2 separate regions of the Triticum aestivum genome follow, and region 2 is linked to region 1. Evidence: chromatin contacts called from public Hi-C data. All regions are on one chromosome and are shown on one strand. Each heading gives the region's core, a stretch centred on a gene start, on an enhancer-like site or on the middle of the called end of the contact. The rest is flanking DNA. Distances are from core to core; before and after follow the strand shown. Region 1 holds the start of LOC123097577 (2,3-bisphosphoglycerate-independent phosphoglycerate mutase). Region 2 overlaps LOC123097579 (probable galacturonosyltransferase 7).

Evidence for each region. A called contact is a pair of places that touch in the nucleus more often than the background predicts.
Region 2: a contact with region 1 is called in a Hi-C map of leaf, with 9 times the contacts expected there. The contact joins the enhancer-like site here to the promoter of LOC123097577 in region 1. A contact is called at or near these places in 3 of 5 Hi-C or Micro-C datasets (all in leaf).

Annotation. Positions count from the first base shown.
Region 1 is chr4D:302,957,300-302,961,162 of IWGSC CS RefSeq v2.1, forward strand. It overlaps LOC123097577 (2,3-bisphosphoglycerate-independent phosphoglycerate mutase), which reads right to left and starts at 2,240. Exons shown (of 8, transcript XM_044519353.1): 1 at 1,908-2,240; 2 at 1,681-1,808. The coding sequence starts at 2,087.
Region 2 is chr4D:303,330,848-303,334,315 of IWGSC CS RefSeq v2.1, forward strand. It overlaps LOC123097579 (probable galacturonosyltransferase 7), which reads left to right. Exons shown (of 9, transcript XM_044519354.1): 7 at 1-96; 8 at 177-719; 9 at 941-1,686. The coding sequence ends at 1,225. Among protein-coding and RNA genes, the nearest start is that of LOC123097579, 5.2 kb to the left of the region's middle. Within about 2 kb of position 2,169, at least 1 of the 8 cell types and tissues checked has an H3K27ac peak or open chromatin away from gene starts, as enhancers often do. A contact at or near this core is called in leaf, where this site is marked.

The DNA of each region.
Region 1 (3,863 bases), core at 990-3,489:
CAATGTTGCCGCCCCCACTTGCGGAGGCTACTACTATAAGTCAAGTACCACCATGCTCACAGGAACTCGTGCCCGGTCTAGACGGGAACATATCCTGCAAGCCAAGCCTGAACAACTGCCTGTGAAGAAAGGTCTTCATCGCATCAAAGACCCCACCTTCGTCATTTGCAGGTCGTCCAATCATACCATGGCATTCTCCGCGTGTGTTGAAACTTTGGAAATCTTGGTGCAGACATGTCCTAATGTGTCAACAAAAACAGAGCTTTGCGATACCCCGGTGAAGCTGGTTATGCTGATGTTTCGGGTGCACACGACCGACCCCTGTCCAATCAAGGTGTCCAAAGAGCGCCATATACGCCAGTCCTTGTTTTCTTCAAAGGAGACGTCCGGAACTCGCCAATGGCCAGATCAAAGAGGATTGCTTTCACGCCGAGCCCGCCGCACACCTCATGTGTAGTAGCCCAGCGCGCCCACCACACCGAATCCATGGTCCAGCTCGCAGCAGAGAGTACAGACCAGATCTGCCGTCGATAGTAGCCCATGTCCAGGGCCCTCGTGGCAGACGAATCCGCCGCAACCCGACTTCGCTGGTACAAGCCGTCGGTAGCAGCCACCTAAACTGTAGCACAATCCGACCAGCCAGTGAGCGATCATCAGCTCAACCAGGCCCTTTGGCCATGAGATCTGCCGATGACAACCGTCCGGGGTCGCTCTGGGAAGCGGTATGCCTAAGAAGTGTTTATTCAAATTCCTTTATGAAGTGTTTATTATAATTATTACTAGCAAGTAAATACCCCTTTTACATAGTTTATTATCACTATTACCACTGTAGTGTCGCTGGCTCTGTTAACTATTCGCAAGATCCCAAAAACAAAGTAGTAGAAAAAGAACACAAATTTGGAATGTCAGGCAAACTCGAATCCTACATGAATGATTGTGTACCAAAAAATGATCGATTGTACTATAAGAAAATAAAGGATTCTTTCTAAGAGGTTCGAGCAAACCTAAAACTTTCTTTGAAATGTTACGCATGGAAATCACTGAGAAAATGCTTGATAAATAGGATTCAATACTACTACAAATCAAACAACCCACTTAGGGAAATTCCTACAAATCTCAACCCACTTAGGGAAATTCCTACAAATCTCATGTGTATGCTCCCGAGGTCGAGTACTACCCGACTCTCTTTGGAAATAAATAGCACCCCGACTCCTCTTCGGCAATAAATAACTCGCAAATAGAAATTTCAGTAAATAATCCTAAGGAGTGAAATTCCTAAAATACCTATGAAAAAACTTTGAATCAAAGAGGTCCTAAGGAGTAAGATAGCCACCTTTAAGCAGATAAATAAACAAGTCTCCTTGTATGGCTTCACCAAATTTTCCTAACACAATGCAAATCTTATTATTCTAGTACTCTCTCCGCCAGGAATTAACTGTAGTGTATCTACACACTGAAACACGTGAAGATACACTCATTTTAGAGACAGATAATTCTGGACGAAGGTTGCACTAGCAATAATACTACACCTACGAAACCTCCTACGAGTATTACGCAATAATACTAAACTGTACGTAATTGCCCGTGGATGTAGCATTGCTCTTGTACTAGTACTAGTTAGGGAAGAGCCACAACATGTGCACATATTATTGGTAGACAGCGGGAAGCCGGGAGCATTACCCTTGGGCATATATCTGGCCGGCTCCTAGCGCATTGTGGCCGACCTCGCTGTTCCCCATGTCATCATCCGTAGGCAGCCCCACGGCCGTGCCGTGAGCTTTGATCAGCCTCCACCTCTCCGGAGCACCCTGCCATGCAACCACACAAGCAAAGGATCTGCATCCGCATGTAGGAACCGAACCGAACCGAACCGATGAAGCAGCGTGAGAGAAGAGAGACGCAGATACCTTCTTGAGGGCGTCGAGGGTGGGGGTGTCGGCGACGTGGATGCAGTTGAAGGGGTCGGGCGGCGCCTCGCCCCAGCCGTCCAGCACCACCACGCCCACCACCTTCCCTTTCCCCAGCCTCGCATGTTCAGCCAGCTTCCACGGCCTCTCCTCCCCTGCCCCCGGCCTGCGCGCCATCATGCGTCGGCTTGTGTGATCAAAACTCAGTTCCTGAAGCAGCGCGCCGGAACAGGGCAAGAGTTTTGCGGGGTTCTGGCCTTCTGAGAGAAGCGGTGGAGAGATTGCCGAGTTTTTGTTCGTAGGAATCGGCCATGCTTGTTTTCTCTGGAAGGGTCTGGGCGCCACGAGGCAGCTGGGAGAGGCACAAGTGTAAAGACGTGAGGAGCTGGTCCGCTCATGAACCTACCTGACAGTATGATGCTGACCCCCCAGCCAAATTCAAAAAGAAAAAAGATTTCCATGCCAGTAAATTATAGAGCAAAGTTGGCACTTTATTTATTTTGGAAACGCCAGAAGCTAGTAGTACCGTAGATGTACCCTAGTTAGTTTTTTTATAGACAACCTCGCGAAGCTTTTTATTAATTCGTCACAATGTTTACAGTGACGGATGAAAGGTCTCCAGGGTGTCCCGCCCACACATGGCGGCCACCCCCGAGAAATAAAGGCATAGTTCGCTAAGTTGTGAGCTTCGAAATTCGAGCTCTAAACTCATAACTAAATTTACAAAAAGCAAAATCTAAAGAGTGATGTATGAGAGCAGCATAAACTGATGAGTTCTCCTTCTTCAAGTCCTCAACCACCACCTTGCAATGAGAAACCACATGTACACGTCTTTGGTAAAGATCATCCGATAGAGCTAAAGCTTCCCTGATCGCAATCGCCTCCAGTGTCTGTGGATCTGCAATATATCTAAGAACCAGCACCGAGGCTCCCAAGAAAATCCCTTCCGAACTTCTGCAGACAGCCCCCATTGCACCATATCTAGCATGGCTTGAAACTGCAGCATCAACATTTATCTTAACGCATCCCTCCTCCGGTGCCAGCCACCGGTTTGGTCTCGGGATAGACGGAACAACCGGCTTTCTACATTTGGAGTTGATAGCCCGAATTTCAGCAAGGTTGCTTGTGATGAAGCCATTGACAGAATGCGGAGATTGATATATATCTTCATAGATCGCTTTCCTCCGTGCTCCTCAAATAGCCCATATGGTAACAGTCAGCCGCACGAACAAATCCCTGTCAAGAATATCATGGAGCGCGAAGATCCACTCTCTAGATCCTTCCTCCTGCTTGTCGACCAGTTGAAGTACTAGGTCCTCCGGCGCTAGGGCCCAAACACTGGCAGCCATCGGGCACGTGAGCAGGGCATGTCTCCAAGTATCCCTCGCTCCACACAGGTGACATGTATCTTCAGTTGACATGTGTCGATGTTTCAATAGCTCCCCGGTTGGCATGGATTGTCTTGCAAGCCGCCACACAAATGTCTTTAACTTCGAGGGACCTCAATGTGCCAAATTTTGCTCCAATGATCGCTCTCACTCTGCACGGTAGAAGATCCACCTTGCTCATTCAGCCAGGCCTCCCGACTGTGTTTTATTCACAGTAACATGCGGTAAGCAGAACGTACAGAGAAAACTCCCCGGCTTTCCTCATGCCAAGCCCAAAAATCGTCTATCCTCCGTGTACATAGCGGCATCTTCAAAATTTCCGCTGCATCAAAATGAGTGAACGTCGCCCGAACCAGCTCCTCGTTCCAAGATGAACTGGTTGCATCGATCAGATGAGCCACCAGCTGAGGCGGGTTTGCTACGAGCGATGTTATAGGCCTCTTGAAGTTATCTCGGGGGATCCAGTTTTGGTGCCATATGTTGGTGGTTTCACCATTCCCAATTCTTCTGATGATTCCCTGTGCTAAGATGTCGCGGCCATCAAGCATTGCCCGCCATATCTGGGATG
Region 2 (3,468 bases), core at 919-3,418, 370 kb after region 1:
AAGTTTAATGTTCCAGATCATAGGCACTACGTTATATTATCTAAAAATGTGCTTGCCGCTTCCGTTGTCATCAACTCATCTGTTAGTAGTTCTGAGGTATGCAGGCAACTTACTCTTTTGCTGATTGAACATCTTCTGGTTTTGGCATTGCTGATGTTCCTTTTGGTGTTTTGCAGGAGACCAGGAATGTAGTCTTTCATGTACTAACCGATGCTCAAAATTTCTATGCAATGAAGCATTGGTTTTCAAGAAATGCCTACAGAGAATCAGCTGTCAATGTCATTAACTACGAGCATATTATTTTGGAGAATTTGCCAGAGTTCAGCATGCAACAGTTGTATATGCCCGAGGAATTCCGTGTTTTCATCAGTAGCTTTGAGCGACCTACCGAGAAATCTAGAATGGAGTATTTATCAGTGTTTAGTCACTCACATTTCTTTATTCCGGAAATATTTAAAGATTTAAAGAAGGTGATTGTGTTGGACGATGATGTCATTGTTCAACGTGATCTCTCTTTCTTGTGGAATCTTGATATGGGAGATAAGGTGAATGCCGCAGTCAAGTTTTGTGGCCTGAGACTTGGCCAACTAAGAAACCTTCTCGGCGAGGCAATGTACGATCCCCAGTCATGTGCATGGATGTCTGGGTTGAATGTCATTAATTTGGAAAAATGGAGGGAGTATAATGTTACAGAGAATTACCTGCAACTCTTGGAAAAGGTTGGTTTGTTGTCAGCCTGCTTTTATTTCAAGTTCTAAAGCATGCATTGTATTTTGTTTTATTCCAATATTTCCAACTATCATCCATACTTGATATAGTGAGCAATTGTGATACTATCTTAAAACTCTTTACTTTCAGTCTATTTGAAAAATGCATGATTTGGGCCCATCTTGCATGAAGTGATTAGCTTATTATCACTTCTACTCTTATTCTATTACAGTTCCGGAACAATGATGATGAGGCCTCACTACGAGCTGCAGCTTTACCTATAAGCTTGCTCTCCTTCCAGAATCTTGTATATCCTCTTGATGAGAGGTTGACTTTATCTGGGCTCGGCTATCAGTACGGAATTGAAGAAAAAGTGATCCGAACTTCTGCATCGTTGCACTACAATGGTAATATGAAACCTTGGCTTGAATTGGGTATACCAAATTACAGGAAGTACTGGAAGAGGTTTCTGGCACGAGATGAGCGATTCATGGACGAGTGCAATGTAAGTCCATAGCATACTTTGGAAACCAGAAGATTTGACCGACGGTAGATTGTTTCGTCTACTGCTGTACTATATACCAAGAGGGCAAAGCACTTGGAGTGAAAAGACCAGGAAAGCAGTCATTAGCCATCAATTTTGACAGGGTAGATCCAACACCATCTGTTCATTGAATTAGTGAGCTTGATGGGTGGTTTTTCTGCAGTTAGAGAAATTAGTCTTAAGTCGAAGGATAATGCGGTAGGCAATGGTGATGTGTAGTGGTGAGGCTTCAGGTAAAAGGGAGTGTCACTCTCATCATCTAGATTACGGGACAGGATTGTTGGTGATGCGTTGTGGCACCTTTAATTGAAAATTGGTGCCTTACACGTCATTGATGCAGGCTGATTCTTTTCTTCGTTAAATTTTTGACCCAAATTCTTTGTTCTTAGTTACTGCACATTGATTGTTTATCAAAGTTATGTGGATGGGAAGTATATTCGGTTTGTCAGAAACTTGTCGGTCACAACTAACAAGGTTGACAGCTCGGTGGATATCTTTGCACATTCTTAGTTCATTTTCTTGCGTCACGGAAAATGTGAAATGGGTGTGTTCTTAACTGGTAACTCTCGTTCAAGAAGAGTACGATGGGCCTCTCAGTTTGTTGTTCATTCATGTCCTTTCTTCCATGTAGTCGAGACCCTGAACTTGCAGGTTTGGACGTTGGTACACGATGTGCTAATATTGCTGAGATCCCGAGGCTTGCTGCCGAAATATTTACATGTACGCAGTATGCATTTGGTAGGGATAATAGAAGTGCCATCAGTATTTGAAAATAAAGTAGTTGGTGATCTGGTGGACGTGTCTCGTGGCCATGTGCAGCCAGCCGTTTTCTTATAGTACTTTTTAAAGGGAGACCATCGCTGTCTCATGAAAGCTCTAGCTACGCACGGACACCCCGAGGTCCGGAAACCCGGCAAGGGCATTTTCAAGACGGATTCGTAAACTAGAGACAAGGAGTTTTGTGAGAGTCCGGACAACAACGGACTCTATACCCCGCGTCTTCATCTATCTCATTTTCTCTCCTTTCTTTTTTTTCTATTGCCTTTGCCGCCGCTTCATCACTCCGGTTGCCACGCTATACCTTTGTTGAAACTCTACGTCTCTGTGACCTCTAGCATGTCAGGCGGGCTCCACCTCGTTTCTCCTCCGTCGCCGTTCAGCCCCTGTCTTCTGACCGCCCCGTCAAGTACCATCCGCTATTACTATACTCACCATGACCGGCAACTGTTTAATGAATTGTCGGAGCTAGAAAAGTTTTCCCTTATTTCTAGCAATGAATACCAATTGGTACATATACGAGCACTATGTTGAGTCGTCCGACGAGGAGGACTACTCGGATGAGACGACGATGATGCAGGATGTCCTTGAAGACACAAAGCGTGTGGAGGAGCATGTTCTCAGTTCTCAAGGGCTCGGTCAAGGGTCACTGAGTGCTCAACCGCAACAGGGCGCGCGACCATTTGACACTGATGGGCGACTATTTTGCCTCGGATGCACTCCTCGCTGACCATTTTTGCCGGCGTTTTCGAATGTGCAAGACTGTCTGAAAGAACATGCGGTGCCCCATGTTTGGTTTTGGTAATTGATGACAATCTCTATGGACTAATGGTTGCCTTGAGTTATATTTGAAGGATTTGTCCATGGGCATTTCTTGAAGTCCATGTGTTGGTTTCAAGGAGTTTATGTGGTGACCAAGGTGTTATTAAGGAATTATCCAAAGATTGGTCATGTGAGAGTTGAGCTTATTGCAAGCATGTCTTGAAGAAGAAGATTGTGTGATCATTCATGTTTACCTTCAAGACATCATCCAAATGAAGAGAGTTGGAAAGAGTCAAGGTTGATCAAGACTAAGTCAAGAGTGAATCAAGTTAATCAACACACAAAGCGCACAAGATGATCCCATGGTGTGGTGAGCATTGTCAATTACGCTTTGTGTACTAACCCATGATCTTCGTGAGAGTTCTTTGTGGGGTTAGGTTGCGGTGTGCAAGTTCAAGTGAAGCATCATGAAGAGATCAAATGCTTGAAGCTTGCCGTCCATTGTGGTGACAATGGACTTGTGAAGATGTTGCGGTGTGCAAGTTCAAGTGAAGCATCATGAAGAGATCAAATGCTTGAAGCTTGCCGTCCATTGTGGTGACAATGGACTTGTGAAGATGTGCGGAAGAGTGGCTCACCCATAGTGGAGCATGGGGGAGCAATCAACTAGTCTTCAT